2 separate regions of the Zea mays genome follow, and region 2 is linked to region 1. The links are chromatin contacts, called in public Hi-C maps. All regions are on one chromosome and are shown on one strand. The core of a region is the stretch at or near the end of the contact, and the rest is flanking DNA. Distances in the headings are between cores, read along the strand shown. Region 1 has its middle 160 kb from the start of LOC103629174. Region 2 holds the start of LOC103629174 (trihelix transcription factor GT-3b).

Region 1 (6,090 bases), core at 939-3,438:
CTCCACGACTATAATTAAAGTCTGCAGCTCCATCCCATATAAAATCATTTTTTGTAGCTCTGAAGCCACTTTGCCTCCTAGCTTGCAGACCAAGAGACAAGACAGGCCTCAATATGCTCGCATGAATCAGAAAGATGCAGCTAGTAGCTAGTGTATAATCAACAATGGCAATTTAATGAACCAGGACAGGAATAACCCAACAGTAGCAGCAAGTTAATGGAGTTAATAATTGACCAGGACATCATCCTGTCCAGTTCTAGGAGCAGATGAGCCTAAAAAATGTTCAAGCTTCCTCCATCAGGCTCCTTTTATTCCAAATCCCTGAACAACATTCTAGAATACACCCAATTCAGTTCTTTAATCTGTAGCAGCTCTTGGTTCTCTCTGTCCCTCTCTGCATTAGTATGCACCATCACCACAAAGAAAGTAGGAGCTGTCTGCTGCTTCACAGGAAAGATCACAACACTTGCCACTGTTCTTCAGTTACAGTGTTGTTCCTATATATACGGCTATACTGAATCGTTTTTTCCATTGCCTATTTATATAGTACCAGACATAGCTGCAACATATATATGTAAGTCTGAATCCCTGGCTGATGGATCCAAGAGAGAATCCAGGCAGCAACCTAGCTTTCCTTTATAAAAAGAACCACATCACAGTTCGCACAGACATCTCACACTCATTCATCTCCATCAAGGCACAGACATCGCACATAGATTTCAATGCTAAATTACAACTTCAAAATTGCATGCATTAACTATATATAAATTTCAACAATACCTATGCTATCCTCAAATATACTGGGACAAATTTTAACTAGAATTGCATGATTTGTTCCTTTGCTAATAGAAACAGAAGAACACACACTCCATACTGAACATCCCAAAAAAAACAGTAGAACTAGGAAAATATACTCGAGCACAGGAAAGATGAAGTAAAACGAAGAGCACCCTCACCGGATCGACAGTGCCACCAGAGGCCGGGACACAATCTTCGCGCAGTGGAACTCCAGACCCGCCTGCTTCACCACAGGTTGCTGTCGCCGGACAGCAAAAATGGATCCCGTCGGGACCTCCTCGCCCTCTGCCGTGGATACCGTCGCAGCCACCTCCACCACCCCTGGCCATGGATCCCATCGGGCCTCCCCCTCCCCCGCCATATATCCTGCAGCAGCCACCTCGCCCCCTGCCATAGATCCAGTCGGGGCCCCCTTGCCCTCCGATGTGGACCTCGTCGAAATCGCAGCTGCCTCGACCCGCGCCATGTACCTCGTCGGAGCCACCTCGCCCCACGCCATAGATCCAGTCGGGGCCTCCTCGCCCTCCAACATGGACCTCGACGGAGCCTCCTCGCCCTCCGCCATGGATCCCGTCACAGCCGCCTCGACCACCTCCATGGACCTCGTCGGAGCCACCTCGCCCGCGACTACAACTCATCGCGCGCGCGGCAGCAGTGTGGGGAGCGACGACGGCGCGCGCGCAGCGGGACTGGGGAGCGACGACGGCGCACGCGCGGCAGCAGTGGGGACTGGGGAGCGACGACGGCGCGCACGCAGCAGTGGGGAGCGACGACGACGCGCGCAGCAGTGGGGAGCGACGACGGCGCGCGCGCAGCAGCAGTGGGAAGCGACCGAGCGAGACAAGGAAAAGGAGGTGAAGAGGACAGCTGCTTGCCTGCTTCTGTGACACATGCGACAAAATGGGAAAGTGAAGAGGCGCGAGAATACCAAAATCAAACAGTGAAAAGGAACCCCGATCGGACGGCGCACAAGGCGAGCACAAACAGCCACAGAAACACGCGCGCGTCCGTTAGCTTTTCCCTAATTTTATTTTATTTTTGCCTTAAGAGGGAAGGGTGAGGTAGAAAGGTCGTTGAAACTGTTGTTTTAATATAGTATAGACAGAGATAGAGGTATACATTACCAATAACTAATGTGTGGAAGAAAATTTACAATTTATTTCTAAGGCCCAATAATGAAACTGGCTTCAAGTGATACTAGCTGGGATTTAGCTCGAAATGGCCCACGTGCCGATCGGAGCTGGGCCGGAAAATGCTTGTTCAGGCTTTGAAATTAACACCAAATAAAAAGAAGAATGGCGGGCGCGTAGAGCATTCGCAGTAGCAGATAAGGCGCGTTGCGTTATCTAATCCGTCCAAGAGGCTGCGGTGCTCGCTCAGGCTCACTGCTCAGTGCTCACTGCTCACTAGCTAAAAACATCTCCTTTCTTATCCATGGAGACGGCAGCGCTCACCTCCCACTCCCTGCAGCGCCCAGCAGCAGCAGCAGCTGCTCCCGCGCATGGCCAGCGGCGGAGGGTCGGAGCGGCGGGCCTGCGGCACCGGCAGCCGCGCGCCGGCGGCAGGATCCGGGCCCTGCCTTCGGCGGAGGTCATCAGCGAGATCCTGAGCCCCAAGCTGGTGCCCGGCTCGCCCGCCGACACCGGCGACGTCTCCTCGCTCGTCCCGGTCAGTGCCCTGATGCTGCTCTTCTACTTCGTGTCCAACTGGGTGGTGCCCGAGCTGCTCCTGAAGGGCCTCAAGGAGCCCAAGCCCGAGGACGAAGCGTCCACGTCCTTCGCCGCGTCCGCGGACAACGCCGCCGCCGCTGGCCCAGCGGACGACGGCGGCGCCCGTAAGATCCGCCTCAAGGTCAAGAAGAAGAAGAACGGGAAAGCGACCATCGTCAAGGTCTAGGTAGGTAACAGGGGAGCGCACGCATATGGAGCGTGCGAGGGCGTCTCCGACGTCATGATAAGTTATTACCAAGTCTCCATCAGAACATCGAAGGAGAAACACTAGTCTACTGATTACTGCCAGGGTGATCTTCTGATCGCCATGAAAGCTACAGTGCTTATTTACACCACCTTCATGGATGATGAATGTTACTGACGGCTCTCAAACGGCTGCTGCTGCATGTTTGAGTGATGTGTGTTCCAACTTCCAAGAGGTTTGCCACTATAAGAAACTAATAAAATTTCTAGAGCTTAAATAGTCAGAAGTTACACTCTCGAAAAGAGCCGGTCGAAAATTAGAATAAATTTAGACGGCACCATCGAAAGTTAAAGCCAGCGTGCCCGTCGAAAGTTAGAGGGGCTAACTATAGATGTACAGAAAGCCCGCGGCACGAAAGCACGAACGAAAGCACGCTTCCTAGGCCCGGCACGAGCCCGGTCCGGCCCGTTTTAACCGGGTCCGTGCCAGCCCGGCCCGAATAGGCGTGCCGGGCTCGTGCACACTATTCAGCCCGTTGGGCTAGCACGGCACGGCACGGATTTTAGCCCAGGCCCGGTTAGAGCCCGTATCTGTTAACTTGCGCACAGCCCAGCCCAGTAGCAGTACACAGGCCACATTCGCGGACGGCGGACCGCGGTCACGCAGCGCAGGCAGCTTAAAGCCTACGCGAGGCGAGCGCCACATGCCCTTGCCCACATCCGTTGCCCCAGGCCCCAGCCGCCCCCGCCCCCAGCCGCATTTCTCTTCCCCGAAACCCTAACCCTAATCTCCAGTCTCCACTCTCCAGCGCGCCTCTCCACCGCGCGCCTCTCCGTGGATCCGTCCCTCTCCGTGGCGCCGCCCCTCTCCGTGGATCCGTGCGTCCGTTGCGCCGCCCCTCTCCGTGGATCCGTGGACCGTGGGTCCGTAGCGCCGCCCGTCTCCGTGGATCCGTCTCCGTCGCACGCCCACGCCTCTCCACGGTCACGGTATCTGTCTCTGTCTCCTCTCCGTCTTCTTCCCCGCCTCTCCGTGGATCCGTGCGTCCGTTGCGCCGCCCATCTCCGTGGATCCGTGGACCGTGGGTCCGTAGCGCCGCCCGTCTCCGTGGATCCGTCTCCGTCGCACGCCCACGCCTCTCCACGGTCACGGTATCTGTCTCTGTCTCCTCTCTGTCTTCTTCCCCGCCTCTCCGTGGATCCGCCTCCTCTCCGTCTTCTTCCCCGCGTCTCTGTGTCTCCTCTAGTCCTCTGCAAGGATCTCTCTCCATCTCTGTCTTCTTTGGTGTCTCTTTTGTGGCCCATCGTCGACGGAATCGGTGCTCCGGCAGACCGGCTTCATTCCTAAGCCGCGTAGGTAACACCTCCTCCTCACGACCTCACCATAGTCGGATCTGTTGTAGGCAGTAGCCAGTAGCAGTAGGCCAGTAGCTAACATCTCCGCGTCACTTTTGTTTGTAGGCCGTGAGGAACCGACGCGTCGGCGATGGAGGACGGTGGTGGTGACATTAGTCGCTCCATCAACCACGATTTGAGGCTGCTCGGAGAACCTGGAGTCCCTGAGAGCCGTGCTACTACCACTACCGACCATGCTAGTGGCAGTGGTAGTAGTGCTGCAGTTCCTATCGACCTCGCCGTCGGGGAATCTGGCGCTGGCCTAGGCGCAGAAGCTCCTGCTGAGGTTGGTCAGGGCTCCAGCGACCGCAAGAGGTGTAACACCTCAAAGGTATGGGATGATTTTGAGCCTGTGTACACGATTAAGAACGGCAAGAGGGTAAGGACTGGTGGGAAGTGTCACTGGTGCAAACAAACTTTGTCTGCTGTGTCTTCTAGTGGTACTGGCCATTTGCTTAGGCATCAACGTGATTGCAAAGTAAAACATGCTAGGATGGGCAAGCAGTCCATGATTAAGTTAAACCCTGATGGTTCTGTTCGTAATTTTGATTATTGTCCCCATCGTGCTAGAACAGAGATGTGTAGGTTGATTGCCAGGCTTGATCTTCCTCTAAATTTTGCTGAGTCCTCTGCTTTTGAGCAGTACATAAAATTATCCCACAATCCTGGCTTCAAATCTGTGACCAGACAAACTACATCTAGGGATATGGTTAAGTACTATACTGATCGTCGTAAGGTTATAGCTGATTGCTTGTTGTCTGCTTCGTCTATTGCGATTACTTCTGATATTTGGTCAGGAAATGCTAAAGAGGACTACCTTAGTGTAGTTGCTCATTACATTAATAAGGATTGGATGTTAGAAAAGAGAATCATTGGCCTTAGGCTCATAGAGTCTGCTCACACTGGTGTCAACATTGCTGGCCATATCTATACTGTTATTGATGATTTTGCATGCACTAACAAAGTGATCTCTATCACTTTGGATAATGCATCTTCTAACTCTAGAGCTATGGAGAAGCTTAAACCTCTACTGTCTGGTTACGTTGGTAGTCTTTTGTTGCATCAACGTTGTGCATGCCACATTATCAATCTTATTGTCAAGTCTGGCTTGAAACGACTTAAGCCTTACATTGAAGCATTTAGAACTGCTATTGCATTCCTAAACTCCTCTAATCAGCGCATTGCTGCTTATAAGAGTTACTGTGTTGCTATGGATGTACGCCCTCGTAAGTTTGGGCTAGACATGGATGTGAGGTGGAATTCTACATATCTCATGCTTAAGCATTTAGTTCCATACAAGTCGACATTTTCTGTTTTCATGCATACTCATTACCCTAGAAAGCCTGGTGAACCTGATCTATTAACAGAGGCTCATTGGTATGTGGCTGAAAAGGTTCTAGAATTTTTGGAATTGTTCTATGATGCAACTGTATCCCTTTCTGGTGTTTATTATCCCACATCTCCTCTGATATTGCATAACATACTTGATATTGCTAAACATTTAAATGAGTATGACAATGATCACTTGCTTAGAAATGCTATTTTTCCTATGAAGTCTAAATTCCTTAAGTACTGGAGGGATATTCCAATGTTATATGCTTTTGCTTTCATACTGGACCCTAGAGCAAAGATTAGAGGTTTTCATAATTTTCTGAGGATATTGTCTGGGCTAACTGGTACTGACTACTCAAATTTCTATTCTAATGTGAGATCTGAACTGACTGTAATGTTTACTAAATATGATGCTAAGTTTGGTGCAGTTAAACTACAGAGGACCACTCCTACAACATCTATTACTGGTAAGAGGAAACAACAATGGAGCTGGATCTATGGATCTGAAAATGAGTATACTCCTCCTATTACTCCTCCTAACTTGTCTAGGGGAACATCAGCATCTGAATTGTTACAGGCAGCAAGCTCTGGTGCATGCATAAGTTCTTTAGACTCTGAACTGTCCTCCTACCTTGACAGTGACACTCTTCAG
Region 2 (5,875 bases), core at 1,845-4,344, 160 kb before region 1:
CCACTTGGTGCTCTCGAGGTTGCGCACTTGGTTCACCATTGTCTTGAGCCGGTGGTACATAGTTTGCGGCTCTTCCCCTTTATTGAGGACGAATCGACCAAGCTCTCCCTCGATCGTCTCGCGCTTGGTGATCTTGGTCACCTCATCCCCTTCGTGCGCCGTTTTGAGGACGTCCCAAATTTCTTTGGCGTTCTTTAATCCTAGCACCTTATTATACTCCTCTCGACATAAAGAGGCGAGGAGTATAGAAGTTGCTTGGGAGTTAAAGTGCCTAATTTGGGCAGCCTCGTCCGAGTCATAGTCCTCGTCCCCCACCTGTGGTGCCTGCGCTCCAAATTCAACAATATCCCATATGCTTTCGTGGAGTGAGGTTAGATGATGCCTCATTTTATCACTCCACATACAATAATCTTCACCATCAAAATATGGTGGTTTGCCTAAGGGAACGAAAAGTAGAGGAGCGCGCTTGGAAATACGGGGATAGCGTAGTGGCATCTTATTATACTTCTTGCGCTCATGGCACATAGAAGTAGTGGATGACTCGGTGCCGAAGGTAGAGGGTGTTGAAGAATTGGTCTCGTAGTAGACCACCTTCTTCATCTTCTTTTTCTTCTTGTCACCCCTTCTATGTGACTTGATGGAGGAAGAGGATTCCTCCTTATACTTGTTGCCGAACTCCCTTGAGAGAGTCTTCCCCGAGCCCGCGGGCTTGTCGCCGGTCACGATCTCCCTCTTGGTGTGATCTCCAGACATCACTTCGAGTTTGTTAGACTCTTAATTAAGCACTGGCTCTGATACCAATTGAAAGTCGCCTAGAGGGGGGTGAATAGGCGAAACCTGAAATTTATAAACTTAAACACACACTTAGGCCGGGGGTTAGAGTTAGAATTAAATCCGAGGTGAAAGATTGTTTCAATTGCCACGAGTTGCTCAAATGATGCGGATGACATTTGGGAACAAACTCAAATCAATACTAGCAAGGAAACATTAGAGAGGGGAAATAGGAAAAACAAATCAAATGGAAATCAACACAAGTAAACACGGTGATTTGTTTTACCGAGGTTCGGTTCCAAAGAACCTAGTCCCTGTTGAGGAGGCCACAAAGGTCGGGTCTATTTCAACCCTTTCCCTCTCTCAAATGGTCACTTAGACCGAGTGAGCCTTCTCTTAATCACATGGGTCACTAAGACCTCGCAAGGACCACCACACACTTGGTGTCTCTTGCTTAGCTTTACAAAGCACTTAAGAATTGGAATGATAAAGGAAGAAGGCAATCCAAGCAATGAGAGCGCAAATGAACACAAAAACTCTCTCTCAAGTCACTAAGTGGTGGAGTTGATTTTGGGACATGGAGAGGATTTTGATCTATTGAATGTGTCTTGGAGTGAAGTCTTTTGCTCTTGTATCGAATGTTGAATTCAGAACACTTGGATTTCTTTGAATGAGGTGATTGGGGGTATTTATAGCCCCAACCACTTCCTAGCCGTTGGCTGACTTTGCTGTCGATGGGCGCAACGGATAGTCTGGTGGCGCACCGAATAGTCCGGTGGTGCACCGGACAGTCACTGTTTATTGTCCGGTGCGCGCCACGTTAGCGCGTCCGTTAGGGTTTGGAGCTGTTGACCGTTGGAGTGTTTTGTCTTTTTGCTGCACCGGACAGTCCTGTGACCTTTGACTTCTGTGCGCCACTATTCACCACTGTTCATCTGAGCAGTCGACCATTGGCGCGCAGGGGGGGCGTTGCTCCGCTGGCTCACCGGACAGTCCGGTGAATTTTAGTGGAGCGTGCCCAGAAGAAACCCGAGAGTGGCTGGTTCGCTGGCTACATGTGTCGGTGCACACCAGACAGTGTCTGGTGCGCCACTTGGCAGCACACTCTCAGTCTTGCTCCAATTTTTGATTGAGTCCCTAACTGAATTTCTTTCTTGGTTTGTGTTGAACCCTATGCACCTGAGATAAATGACATCTAGACAAACTAGTTAGTCCACGTGGTTTGTGTTGGTCGTCAATCACCAAAATCGATTATAGGAAATGATTAAGTCCATTTCCCTTTCAATCACAACCCCAAATGCGTGCCAACCATTCCATCTAGATATAGAAATGCATCCGACATATAATGTCTGTACTCCAACGATCGCTCCATGGATAGATTTCATGATGGCATTGCAAAAACAATCTTTCTTTTTAGGTCTTCTTGAACATGATGTATGAAATTGCCTATATGGATGTATAAATTTGAAAAGTATGACACAATCTTATGTACAATATGACCATGTTTGATGTTCTAATATTCGTACATAATACAACTATGCCTCTTATACATGTACAACCAAAAAATGAGACATGGACACTATGGACATTTTCCTCGTACACCATTCTAAAGAACACACGGGAGAAGTTGTTTTGCCAAATGAATTGCAAAATGGCTCTTGCTCCTCCGGAGAAGCCAATATGAACGAGCGGAGCTAGAGCTAGAGATGTTTTTAGAGGAGCTTAAGCCCTGCCAAAGAGGGACTTAAAACGTTGATCAAAGTGAGATATCCACTCGATATTTGGAACGCGGGAATTTCATAGGAATGGTATAGAAATTTTACAGGAATTAGTTCAAAAACACAAGATAAATGTAGGATTCAAGAAGTTTCTCTTTGTTCCAAAAGAGCCCTTAGAGCAGTTCCAACCCTTCACGTCATCCAGTTTCTATAGCATTAATTTAGCTGCCACATAGCCTAAAATATGATGTGGCAAACAATAAACGAAGAAAGATGTGTTTTGCATAAGACTTTGTTTCAACACGATATCCCAAAGAAGAAGAGTATTAAATTTAGTTTAATAATATTAATTTTTGTACTGGAGAGGAAATGACTATAAATAGTGTCTTAGGTTAGGACTGGGTAGAATGCGCAGGATTACGTGGGGACTGATTATTGGTGTGGCGTGAAGCATGAATGAAGGCAGGGCGAGCGGCGCATAGGATCCAGATCTTGCGAAGAAAAAGCAATATGAAAGCAAGCCGTTTCCGCGTTGAAACCCAGCACCCCAGCAGCAGGCGTCCAACAACACCTCTCTTTCTCTGCCTTCTCTTGGTGGTGGTCTACTGGTCTTGGTCCCGTGTGCGGCAAGGCCAAGGCCAACCCGGCTGTCTCTCCTCTCCTCTCCTGCTCTTGACTTCCATTTCCATCCCAATTCCCACCACTGACCTGACCGCCCGCACGCCGCCCTTGGCCTCGATCACATCATCCCTCCGCTCCACTTTTGCCGCCGTCCTCCGTCTCCCTCCCCCCGCGTCCAAATCCAACCATCCCCACCGCGCGCCTCCGCCATGGATCCCTTCCACCACCTCAACAGCTCCTTCTCCAATCCCTACCACCCGCTCCTCTCCCCGTCGCCGCCGCACTTTCCCCTGCCGCCCCCGCCCCCGCAGCTGCCCTCCGTCTCCGCCGCCTCCAGCGCGAGCCTCGAGCGGGAGCGCCTCCCGCAGTGGTCCCACGCCGAGACGGCCGCCTTCCTCGCCGTGCGCGCCGACCTCGATCACTCCTTCCTCACCACCAAGCGCAACAAGGCGCTCTGGGAGGCCGTCTCCGCGCGCCTCCACGCGCAGGGCTTCGCGCGCACCCCGGACCAGTGCAAGTCCAAGTGGAAGAACCTCGTCACCAGGTTCAAGGGCACCGAGGCCGCCGCCGCCGCCGCCGCGGCCGACCCGGCCTCCGCGCAGCAGCAGCAGCCGAGGCCGCAGTTCCCGTTCCACGACGAGGTGCGGCGGATATTCGACGCCAGGGCCGAGCGCGCGCAGGCATTGGAGAGGAAGAGGGCCAAGGGCAAGGGCGTCCGCACGGCGGCGGCGGCGGCGCTGGACGACGAAGGCGCCGGCGAGGGGGACGACGCCGCCGATGTTGACGACGACGAAGAGGACGAGGACGAAGAGGCCGCGGCGGGCGACGAGGAGGCCGGCGGGGGCCTGCCTGCTGCGGCGGACGCGGGCGGCAGGGCCGGCGCGAAGAAGCGCAGGCGGAAGCAGGCGCGCGCCGCCGCCGCTAGGGCCGCGGCGGGGCAGGGCGAGGTGGAGGCCATGCTGCGGGAGTTCATGCGCCGGCAGGCCGAGATGGAGGAGCGCTGGGCGGAGGCCGCCGAGGCGCGCGAGGCCGAGCGCCGGGCGCGCGAGGAGGAGTGGCGCGCCGCCATGGTCGCGCTGGGCGAGGAGCGCCTCGCGCTCGTGCGCCGCTGGCGGGAGCGCGAGGACGCCCTGCGCGCGCGCGCAGAGGAGCGCGAGGAGCGCCGCCACCAGCTCGTCGCCGCGCTGCTCGCCAAGCTCGGCGGCGCCGACTGCTGACGTGTCGTGCTGCGTCGATCGGCATGCATGATGCATCATCCATCGATCGATGGTCTCCCTCGCGCGCGCGCGCCACGCGACCAGCTCGTCCATCCGAATCGGCGAATCCTTCGACCCCCCGCCCACCGGTACGGACCAAACAACCCACGCACGCCCTACTCCTACTCGCTCATCATCCGTAGTGCACAACTTCACCAAAGCTAGCTACCTCCATCATGCATAAGCCTCCATGCGTCGATCGATCGATCGATCGATCTACTGCTAGCTAGCACTAGCTAGTCGATCGATCATATAAATCTTCTTCTGATGCGTGGCACTACTTGTTTGTTGGATTCTTGCTCAGGAGAAGGAAAAAAAAACGATGTTTCACCGCGAAGCGTGCGCATCGTCGGCCGGATAGCTACTCTACTTTACATATTTAGATGGACATCGACCACCGGTGCAGTGATCGATCAATCCATCCATGTCCATGCATCACCCCCATGATCTTTGTTGATTAGGGTTTCTCTGCTAGAATGCATGCATGAGGTGATGTGTATACATGGCATATATATATGCTTGTTAGGTAGGTGGTGAAAAGGGTTTCATGATCTATATATTGCAGCTCACCATGCATGCAATCTCATATTTGTTTAGTAGCCATCACTGATACTATAAGTAGGCTTAGCTAATTTCATCATATCCTCAGCTTCAGGATCGGCTTATTGAGCTTTTTCTGGCTTTACAAGTGCATGGATCGGAAGGATGGATGCATGCTCTTAGCTTCTCCTTGGTACTTCTCCCCATATATAGAGATCGATCTCGAGGCCTCCTCTTTCCTCCGTCGTCTTTAGTCTTTACAAGATGATCCGTAGGACCTCCCGCACCATGGTCGGTGCTTTTCCGATCCACTCGAAAACGGGTGTGTGTGGTGATATGTCTCTGCAGGCCCTGCGTAGCTTTTGAGCGACACGGCCTAGTAGCCGCAAGATCTTGCTCCGTTTCCTCTCTCTCTCTCTTCAGTTGCATGGGTAAAGATATGCATCTCACTAGCGAAAAGAGATTTGCATCTGAAAAGTTGTAGGATTGGACTGGCCGGCTAGGATAGATGATCAAGAAAGGGAGAGAGAGAGGATGCATGGTGGATACTAGCTAGAAGCACATGGTTGCTGGTAGAGGGTGCAGGAGCCTGCTTTGCTTTGCTTTGCGCTAGCTTATCATACAGGAAGGATCGAGGGAAGGGTATCGATGCCCCTGCGGCCTTCCCGTTGCATATGCATACTCTTCTACCTTAGGGGAAAAAAAGTCAGAGGTGTCCAGTAGAAGCCACTACTGCTGCATATATACACACGACCAACCAAAGTAGCAACTAGCTAATCAGCATCTAGTCTCTAATCTCTATGAGGTGTGCTTGCTTGTGTTTGAAACGATAATAACTAGTGTCAATTACATGATCATCTCCTCCCTAATGATGTGTGAACCGCGTGTCGTGGAATGCATCATGGCGTCTCTTGCAGACAGTGGGCGCGCCGCGCGCGCGCATGCGTGTGGTTAGTATGAACCCATCAG

Evidence for each region. Hi-C and Micro-C count contacts between places; a contact is called where the count stands out from the background.
Region 2: a contact with region 1 is called in a Hi-C map of leaf, with 5 times the contacts expected there. The contact joins the promoter of LOC103629174 here to the enhancer-like site in region 1. A contact is called at or near these places in 3 of 25 Hi-C or Micro-C datasets (ear, leaf and tassel).

What each region holds. Positions count from the first base shown.
Region 1 is chr6:33,310,284-33,316,373 of Zm-B73-REFERENCE-NAM-5.0, reverse strand. No RefSeq gene overlaps it. Among protein-coding and RNA genes, the nearest start is that of LOC103629174, 160 kb to the left of the region's middle. Within about 2 kb of position 2,188, at least 11 of the 20 cell types and tissues checked have an H3K27ac peak or open chromatin away from gene starts, as enhancers often do. A contact at or near this core is called in ear, leaf and tassel, where this site is marked.
Region 2 is chr6:33,467,139-33,473,013 of Zm-B73-REFERENCE-NAM-5.0, reverse strand. LOC103629174 (trihelix transcription factor GT-3b) reads left to right here and starts at 3,094. Exons shown (of 2, transcript XM_023300439.2): 1 at 3,094-4,455. The coding sequence starts at 3,320. The coding sequence ends at 4,327.